Regions from separate parts of the Mus musculus genome. Here region 2 is linked to region 1. A link is a contact called in public promoter capture Hi-C data. All regions are on one chromosome and are shown on one strand. The core of a region is the stretch at or near the end of the contact, and the rest is flanking DNA. Distances in the headings are between cores, read along the strand shown. Region 1 has its middle 17 kb from the start of Rnf222. Region 2 overlaps Derl2 (Der1-like domain family, member 2).

Region 1 (4,575 bases), core at 679-3,178:
CCATCTCAGCTGTCAGGACCGTCATCATCTGAGAAGGGGGTCAGGGAGATGGGGGCAGAGAGCCAGGGGCCAGGCTATTGGTCAGCAGGTGATAAACATGATTTGAGGGGGAGTTGAGTTTAGCAGGCTAAGCAGGTTTCATCTGGAGGTGGAGATGATGGAGGCCTTCAGGCAGCTTGGCAGTTTTCAGCTCTCTCTCTCTCTCTCTCTCTCTCTCTCTCTCTCTCTCTCTCTCTCTCTCTCTCTCCAGGGCGTGTCTGTGTAGCCCTACGTGTTCTGGAACTCACTTTGTGGACCTGGCTAGCTTCAAACTCAGATCTGCCTGCCTTTGCCTTCCAAGTGCTGGGATTAAATGCACAGCATCACCTGACTAGGCACACACGCCTTTCCCATCTTTCAGAGCTTTCTGGGATTGTGAGAACCACTTTTAAAGTATGCCCAGGGGGCCTTGTCTTGCTTTCATGAAAAGCTTTGCCTCAACCTGCAAAACCCTAGTCCTGTTGCAGTGGGTCCCTCAGCTCAGGTACAGCTTGTCTGTGTGCTTCGGTATGGGTTTGTTTGACATGACCACAGCCATCTTGAGTCATAGCCACCGTGATTGCCCCTGAGTAACCCTGGCCGGTTTTTCCTGTATGGTCTCCCAGCAAACCACAACTAGATAAAACCATTAAAGTCAAATATGGGGCTTTGAACAACCAGACCCTGGCCCCAGGAATACACCCGACTCTTTGATATTTTGTTATGAGATACCAGGTATGTTCCAGCCAGGATGAAGTCACTTTTGTCCCAGCCCACAAGTATACTCCTCTTTCTGACCCAGATTGCCAGCTATAGTTTTTACTGTCACTCAAGACTATACTTCCTTAGTAAGTTCTATAGTAAACCCCTCTCTCTGTAACCTTACATGTCTGCCTATCTGTCTGAGGTATCCTGTCCCCTTGAGGTCAGTTCACAGTTTAGGACTGGGTTTAAATAGGGCCATGTTTCCATCAGATCACTGAGAGCCACAAATATTTATAGACTAACTTCCAGTACTTGCTGGCCCCTCCTAGGCACCTATTAGAGACAAGTATGTACAAAACCTGCCTTCTCTGAGAATAAAGACACCCCTATGGGAAATGACTTCCCAGGGAAGCTTCTTGTTTTGTGTTGTTAACAACAGATAAGGCATTGTTATTTTGTTTTCCATAAGACGGACATTTGTAGACTAGACAGGAGCAGGCAATAACTTTAACGTGTTATCCGTGCCCACTTTTACTAATGGCTCCTGTTCTATTTGGTAAGACTAATGGGCACAGGAGAACGGCAGTCACTGTGGAGGCAAGAGACGTGGATGGCTTACGTGATCTGATAAAGACTTAGGGAATGGACCAGCCTTGGAAAGGCAGGAAGGGGACAATGCTGACAGCTCAAGGGACTCACTGGATCTTGGGATTTATATGGAGGTAGTTATACACATTATCCCATCTGAGCGGCAAACAGTGGCAGGAGTCAGCACTGGTGTTAGCTCCAATTCCTAAGAGGGAAAACGAGGTTCAAGGATGAAAAGTCTAAGCTCTCTGCCTTTAAGATTGTGTTCTCTTCTCTCTCTCTCTCTCTCTCTGGTTTGTTTTGGTTTTGAGCACTGGCCACAGAGCCCAGGGCCTTACCCAGGCTGGGCAAGTAGAGTACCACTGAGCCACACCCACGAACCCCTAATTTGAGCTCTTACTTGCTGTGTTATTGCACCGGCGTAGACATAAAAACATTGGCACCTGTTTGTCTCCTCCACTAAATTAGTTAGCCAGCGTTCATTCGTCCTTAGGGACAGAGGGGAGAAGTGGGTGAGAGGACCAGAAGCAGCCGTTCACACGCAGACAGCAGAGGTGGAGAGCCTTGAAGCTATGACTGGCATTTCTTACTCCCTTGCCCAAGCTCCCAGGTCTTGCTCAACTCCAGCTGAGTAACAAGGCTGGCAGGGTTGCCTCACTACTTGACAGCAGGCCCCAGCCTTCCTGGCTCAAACTCACTTCCTGTCCCAGAGTCTCTTTTGTCAGACATGATTGAGTCTCCTTCTTCCTGTTGACCTCTGCTTTTTCCCAGCTGGCCCCGGGTGGTCCCCACGTGCTGCTGTGAACCAGATCAGCTGAGGAGCCAGGACCAGGTGCCTTGCAACTTTGGGGGATTGGAGTGAGGGAGGGGAAGGAATGGGTGGGGGGCTTGGGCGTGGCCTGAGAGACACCAGAGTGGAGGCTTCTGGTGTCTGAGAACCCTTTCTGCCCATATGGTGGCCAGTTAGGATGAATGCCATTATGTCCCTGTGATAGGTGACACTAGGCATTTGCTATGGTGCCTTTTTTCTGAAAACACAGTTATCTTCCCTCATCTGGATCCTGATCACCTTGATTTGGTTTTTATTTCCTGGCCGCCTGCTAGTATTTCTTGGAGGGGCGGGGAGCTTTTTGGGTTCAGACAAGTTTATCTGGGCTGATGGAGAGACAATCAGGGTGAGGCAATGATGTCATGCCGGACTGAACAAGTGAGGGGCTTGTTTTGAAGTCTTGGCTGCTTCTAAATCGCTCAACTCCTGACGGGCCAGCGGCTTCTTTCGTTCTGTCTTCTTGCCTATGGATGGCGAAGTATTTTTATTTTATTTGAACTCGTCCAGAGCTTGTAGGACAATGGTTATGAAAGTGTTTCCTACACTGTAAGGAGGTTGTGTTTCTCAAGGCTTGGGGCTCTCTTTATTTCGTTTTCTAAATGGAACTAGACATACTTTTTCCATGATACTATCTTATTTGATAAAATACAAGCTATCCATGCAGAGACACTGACAATCTTTGTATAAGTATATCCTCAAATATGAGCACTTTGACCTACAAACATAGACATTTTATCTATTTTTATGTGTATGTCTGTGGGTGTGTATGTGCACACATCCATGGGTTCCCTTAGAGACTAGACACTTGAATCCCCTAGAACTGGAGTTAAAGACACTTGTGAGCCTCCATGTGGGTGCTGGGAAGCAAACCCAGCCCTCTGCAAGAACAGAAGTTCTCGTAACCATTGAGCCATCTCTCCAGCCCCCCCCCCCCCCCCAGTCAGTCCCCTTTGAGCCAGGGGCTCACATCTATTAGTCTTGGCTGGTATAGAATTTGCTATGCAGATCAGGTTGGCCTTGGGTCTGTCTTGATTTTCCTGCCTCTGCCTTCTGGGTGCTAGAATCACTGGTGTGTGCAGCCTCACCCGCTCCCAACAACCTCACCTGGCCTCAAAATACACATGCTTTTGAGACAGGCTATGATGTTGACCTTGAACCCTGACTCCTCCTGTGCACACCCATCCAGTGTGAGGATTACAGGCATGAGCCATCACACCCAGCTGACATACACACTTTCAATAAATTTTTTAATGTTGAATTCTACTTACCGTCCTGTAACTTCTTTGCATTTAATGTCTTTTGAGTCATCGTATGCTGATTCACAAATATCCACCCTGTCCTGGACTGCTGTACCATATCCCATGTGTGGATGTAGCATGCATGGCTTGGTAAAGTAAACTGATTTGTGGGTAGTGATAGGCTTTCAGTGTGAGTCTATAAAAGTAAGCTGTACTGCAGAAAACACCATTAAACATACAATCTTCACATACCAGCTCCGGCATTTCCTTAGAATGAATTCTTAGGAGATAGATTGTTGAGGCTGTGTGGTTGGAAGACCCATTGAAGAATTCTCGGTCCTGCTGCCTGGAGGAGGTTGTCAACATACTGAGGCTTCCCAGGGAGGAGGGTGAGACATCCTGGACTTGGAGGAGTCCTTTCTCCTCAGGCCCCCTTTCTCTTTATGGTGAAGTGACTTAGCTGCTCTTTCCAGTTCTTCTCTCCTTCTCCTGCTGGGCTGGGGTGAGGCAATGCTTTGGTTTGCCTACTCCCTGGACTGTGAGGTCTGCGTCTAAATGTTCTGTGAATGTACCACCTTCAACACATCGTCTTCTCTTTAGCCCATGCCATATGGTTGCTGAAGCAGATAGAACCTCTATCCCAGGAGCCTTTCTGGAGTTCAGAGGCACAGCACTCTTGCTTTGGCTAGCTTCTGGCCTTCAGGTTCCTCTGTCTGTTGCATGGCTACCACCCTTGCACATGCTTTTAGGCTTGTAATAGTATATGCGTGTGGACATCTTTTGTTTGTTTGTTTGTTTGGTTTTTCGAGAGTTTCTCTGTATAGCCCTGGCTGTCCTGGAACTCACTCTGTAGACCAGGCTGGCCTCGAACTCAGAAATCCACCTGCCTCTGCCTCCCGAGTGCTGGGATTAAAGGCATGAGCCACCATGCCCGGCACTTGTTTGTTTGTTTTATCAACGTATCTATGTATCCATGTCTGTCTGTATATTTTTATCTATCTATCTATCTATCTATCTATCTATCTATCTATCTATCTATCTATCTATCTGAGACAAGCCCTCTCTATGCGGCCCTGGCTATCTGCCCTGGAATTGTCTATGTAGACAAGGTTAGGCTTGAACTCACAGAGATCTGCCTGCCTCTGGCTCTCAAATGCCGAGACTAGAAGCATGTGCCACCACCAAGTAGACATCTCC
Region 2 (4,575 bases), core at 948-3,447, 2.1 Mb before region 1:
TTATTTACTAGGAAATGGAGATGCTTAGCCTGCCTGGCCTGGAAAGGTGGTTTTCACACAAGGCTTCTTTGCAGGGAGTTCTTCCCAATTAGCAAACCAAGTATGGTGCAAATTAACATGTATCTGAGTGTGGGAAAGAGCACCACGAATCGGAAGAGATGTGAGAGTGACTGGAACGGTGTTCATGCAGTACTTGAGTGAGTTAGCATCCCAGTGAGACAGGCTTTGGAAAATATAGTGCTAGTTCTGACATTGCCTAAAATGCTTGATGGAAAAAAAACAGAAACCAGACTACTCTTCAAACATTCTTAGAGAAAAGCAGCTTGATTATTTACAAATTGTATAAAGCCCAAGTATGTTTCAGTGGTTCATTACATTTTATCTTCTTTATATGTGTATTCCTAATATTTCCTTAACTTGAAACTTAAGATACCGTTATTGTCGAATGCTAGAAGAAGGCTCTTTCCGAGGTCGGACAGCAGACTTTGTATTTATGTTCCTTTTTGGTGGATTTTTAATGACTGTATCCTTCAACAAATAGCATACAGGAAAATATTGAAGAACAGACTGTCATCTGTTCTTCAAGCTTTTCATCTGTCTCCCATGATTCACTAGATATTTTGAACAAACACAAACATAGACCTCCAGATTGTAGCCTCGGGAGCTACCATTTATTTCACAGCCCCCATGACAGCCCAGAGGTTGGACAGGAAGCTCCACTGGGCGAGAAGTTTCAACCCAGGTGGATTATCTTGAAGCATCTCAGTAAGTTCACAGTTGACTTCGTTTTTAAACTAGGTTGGTAAGAAGACGTTTATTAAGTCACTGTCAAGACTGATACAAATGTTTTTAAAAAGAAGAGAATTCGTTCTGTGTGTCACTTAGGTGTAGTGCCGAGTGCCAAGAAGGCTTTCTTCCAGCCTGCATGCTTCAGCACCTGTAAAGGTGGTGGTGGTGAAGGAGCCTCACTGTACGTACTGTCAAAGGAATTAATGTTTCCCCAAAAGGCAAGAGCATCACGAAACAGAATTCTAGGGCTGGAGAAATGGCTCAGCGGTTAAGAGCACTGACTGCTCTTCCGGAAGTCCTGAGTTCAATTCCCAGCAACCACATGGTGGCTCACAACCATCTGTGATCTGATGTCCTCTTCTGGTGCGCATAAAGACAGTGCACTCATATACATAAAATGGGTGAATTCTTTCTTTAGAGCAGAATTTTAGTTTGTAGTAGCTATAATCCGGATAATTCAGCCCAAGCCAGTTTCTGCCTAGATGCCTTGGGTAATTAATTTCAGGCTTTTTTTAATTTTAGTTTAAAAATGTCACTACTCAGCTTTTGTAACTCAGAGCTTAGCTAAAGGGCAGCCTTAGCTCTTTGCTTTAGCCTTGCCTACCAAGCTTTCCTGCTGATATTTCCCTTAATGCCCTTTGCTAGCTCTTTGGTTTGTTTGTGAGCTTAGTTTTTTTAGGCCAGGCCTTTACAATAATGCTGGTCTACGTGTGGAGCCGAAGGAACCCGTATGTCCGCATGAACTTCTTTGGTCTTCTAAACTTCCAGGCCCCCTTCCTGCCCTGGGTGCTCATGGGGTTTTCCCTGTTGCTGGGGAACTCAATTATAGTGGACCTTTTGGGTAAGTGTCTTATCACTACTTTTTCTACTATTTTACCTGATCATGTATTCTGTCACTGTCTTTCATGTTTATTATGTTTATATATAGATAGCTATTAATATGATTGTTTAATAATTATATCTGAAAGCTATTAACTCATTGATATTTTTTAAATAATTATCCTAAGTAAAGTATACGATGATAGGGAACTTAAACTTGAAATTTGACTCTTCCTTTTATCCTTTATTTCTGGTTGATTATAGGTATTGCAGTTGGGCACATATATTTTTTCTTGGAAGATATATTTCCCAATCAGCCTGGTGGAATAAGAATTCTGAAAACACCATCTATTTTGTGAGTATTTAACTCTGTGTTCCATGGTTCATGCAGACAAACCATGATCGCGATTTATTTTGGGCCCTCTCAGTGCCTGGTTCGTATCAGTAAGTGTTTGCAGATTGAGCAACATGTCTGCAGTGGGGAGCTCTTGGATTGGCCAGAAACAGATTGGGCCAGGGTTGTGATTACTGAGCTCTTGACATCATGGGGTGACTTGCAGGTACTGTCCTGAATGACCACTAGGACTCGTGTCCCAGAGAGGAGCTTGCAGGTTTGTGAAAGCTGCTGTCTAAGTAGAGAGACGTGAACAGCAGCATGAGCAGCACAGTCCAGAGGACAAGCTGATAGCGTTCTGATCAGCGAAGGGGGTGCTGGAGAGATGCAGGGAAACAGAAGGGAAAGGCTTTGGACCTGAAGCTATACTGGCTGGCTGGTCTACCAATTTGAAACACATTTTTTTTTTTTTTTTTTTTTTGGACAGGGTTTCTCCGTATAGTCCTGGCTGTCCTGGACCTCACATTGTAGATCAGACTGGCCTCAAACTCAGAAATCCGCCTGCCTCTGCCTCCCAAGTGATGGGATTAAAGGCGTGCGCCACCACCTCCTGGCTCATCTCTTCACTTTTATACTGCAGTTCCTAGAGCTATAGTTTTAATTTATAAGACCTTTTTCTGCTCTAGAATGTTGTGTTCTTGGGAATTATTACATGGAAGATGGGCTCTATTGAGGCAACAAAATGATTTGATATAAGCTCTGCGTTGTGGAATAGTTAAGCAAAAAGGAATGAACATGGTTCAGTGGTAACAGGACCAGCTGCTTCCCCCAGAAGACCCAGGTTCAATTCCTAGCACCCACTGGATGCTAACAACTGTCTATAGCTATAGTCCCATGGATTTGATACCCTCTTTTGGTGTACAGATATACATGCAGACAAAATACCCGTATACATAAAATACACAAGTAAATAAACCTTTAAAAAAAAAACTAAAATGGAAAATAAATCTCAAAAAGAAAAAGAATGAGCTGGTGAGGTATGCTAGTGTATACCTGTTGCCCCATCTACTCTGAAGGCTGAGGCTGATCAATTCAAAGTTTGACGCCAACCTAGCTACCATACCAAGAGGCCATCTTACGGGAATTTTTGTTTGCTTGTTTTGGGGGGTTTTTTTTGTTTTGTTTTTCGAGACAGGGTTTCTCTGTGTAGCCCTGGCTGTCCTGGAACTCACTCTGTAAACCAGGCTGGCCTCCAACTCAGAAATCCACCTGCCTCTGCCTCCCGAGTGCTAGGATCAAAGGCGTGCGCCACAACAACAACATCAAGAAAAAAAATAGAAGGAAGTAAATCCTCTGTGATTCTTCTTACGCATAGCAGTTTCTCTGTCGGATAAGCAGTCTTGTGTCTTTCACTCTCTAGATACTTTTTTGGTAATTTCCTATATAATTACTGTATTTGCATCATGTCTGCTTCTCCCTGTCTCCCCTTCAACTCCTTCTGTGTCTCCCCCACTCCTCTTCAAGTCATGACCTCCTCTTTAATTATTATACAGACATACCCAAAATCTATTCACCTATTTAGTCCATCTAGTGTTGCTTGTATGCAGATGTGTTTAGGGCTGACCACTTGGGACTGGGTGATTGTATACACTTTTTTAATAGCTATATAATTTTAATTTTTCAAAGATTTATTTCATAAATGTGTTTGCGACACTGTATGCCTACATTTTATGTGCACAGTATGCATGGATGCATATGCCCACAAAGGCCAGAGGACAGTGTATCCCCTGAAACTAGAGTTACAGGTGGTTGTAATTCCCCAATGTGGGTGCTGGAAACCAAACCTGGGTCCTCTGCAAGCTTAGTCAGTGCTCCTCACTGCTGAGCTGTCTCTCCAGCCCCTGTCTATATATTTTCTTAAAATGTCATTTCTTAATGTGCAATAATTACTTTTCATAGCTGGGTGTGGTGGTGCACACCTTTAATTCCAGAACTCGAGAGGCAGAGGCAGGTGGATTTCTGAGTTTGATGCCATCTTGGTTTATAGATCCAGTTCCAGGAAAGCCAGGGCTACACAGAGGAAACCATCTTGAAAAAGAAGAAAAGAAAAAAGAAATTACTTTTCCTTTATAAATGGCCTACGGGATTTTGGTGGCTGCATGCTAGTCCGGGGTTCCTATGACATAACATAAGTATACGCCTCCCTTGCTAATAGACATCGGCCTCAGTTACTGCTTCTCCTTCTCTACTTGGAGTGTTGGATGTCCTTGTAACTGAGTCCACACGCTCCAACATGGAAGTCACCGTCGTAGCCGTTGTAAAGTGAACAATTCAGTGGTGGTTCGTGAGTTTGTGTTGTGCTGCTATGGCCGTTTCCTTAGAAGGTTTTATCTTATAATCCTAAAACTCTGCCCATGATGTAATTCCCTATTTCTGTCATCCAGCAACCACCTTTCTTTTTATGTGCCTGTGAATTTGACTATCCAGGTACTCCATCAGCATTTATTGCTTCCATAGTAACAATTATTAATAAGGTAAATATTAATGCAAGTGTTAAATAAGTATAGCGCCTTTAAGGTATAGTACCTCTGTAGTTGGCAGGCAGGGACAATACTTACCTGTTTGTGGAAGCC

Evidence for each region. Promoter capture Hi-C pulls out the DNA fragments that hold promoters and counts their contacts.
Region 2: a promoter capture Hi-C map of liver shows a contact between it and region 1, with 5 times the contacts expected there. The contact joins two enhancer-like sites.

The regions. Positions count from the first base shown.
Region 1 is chr11:68,869,349-68,873,923 of GRCm38.p6, reverse strand. No RefSeq gene overlaps it. Among named protein-coding and RNA genes, the nearest start is that of Rnf222, 17 kb to the left of the region's middle. Within about 2 kb of position 1,928, at least 138 of the 459 cell types and tissues checked have an H3K27ac peak or open chromatin away from gene starts, as enhancers often do. A contact at or near this core is called in liver, where this site is marked.
Region 2 is chr11:71,010,498-71,015,072 of GRCm38.p6, reverse strand. Derl2 (Der1-like domain family, member 2) reads left to right here. Exons shown (of 7, transcript NM_033562.4): 4 at 430-523; 5 at 1,435-1,630; 6 at 1,873-1,963. Among named protein-coding and RNA genes, the nearest start is that of Derl2, 6.5 kb to the left of the region's middle. Within about 2 kb of position 2,197, at least 6 of the 459 cell types and tissues checked have an H3K27ac peak or open chromatin away from gene starts, as enhancers often do. A contact at or near this core is called in liver, where this site is marked.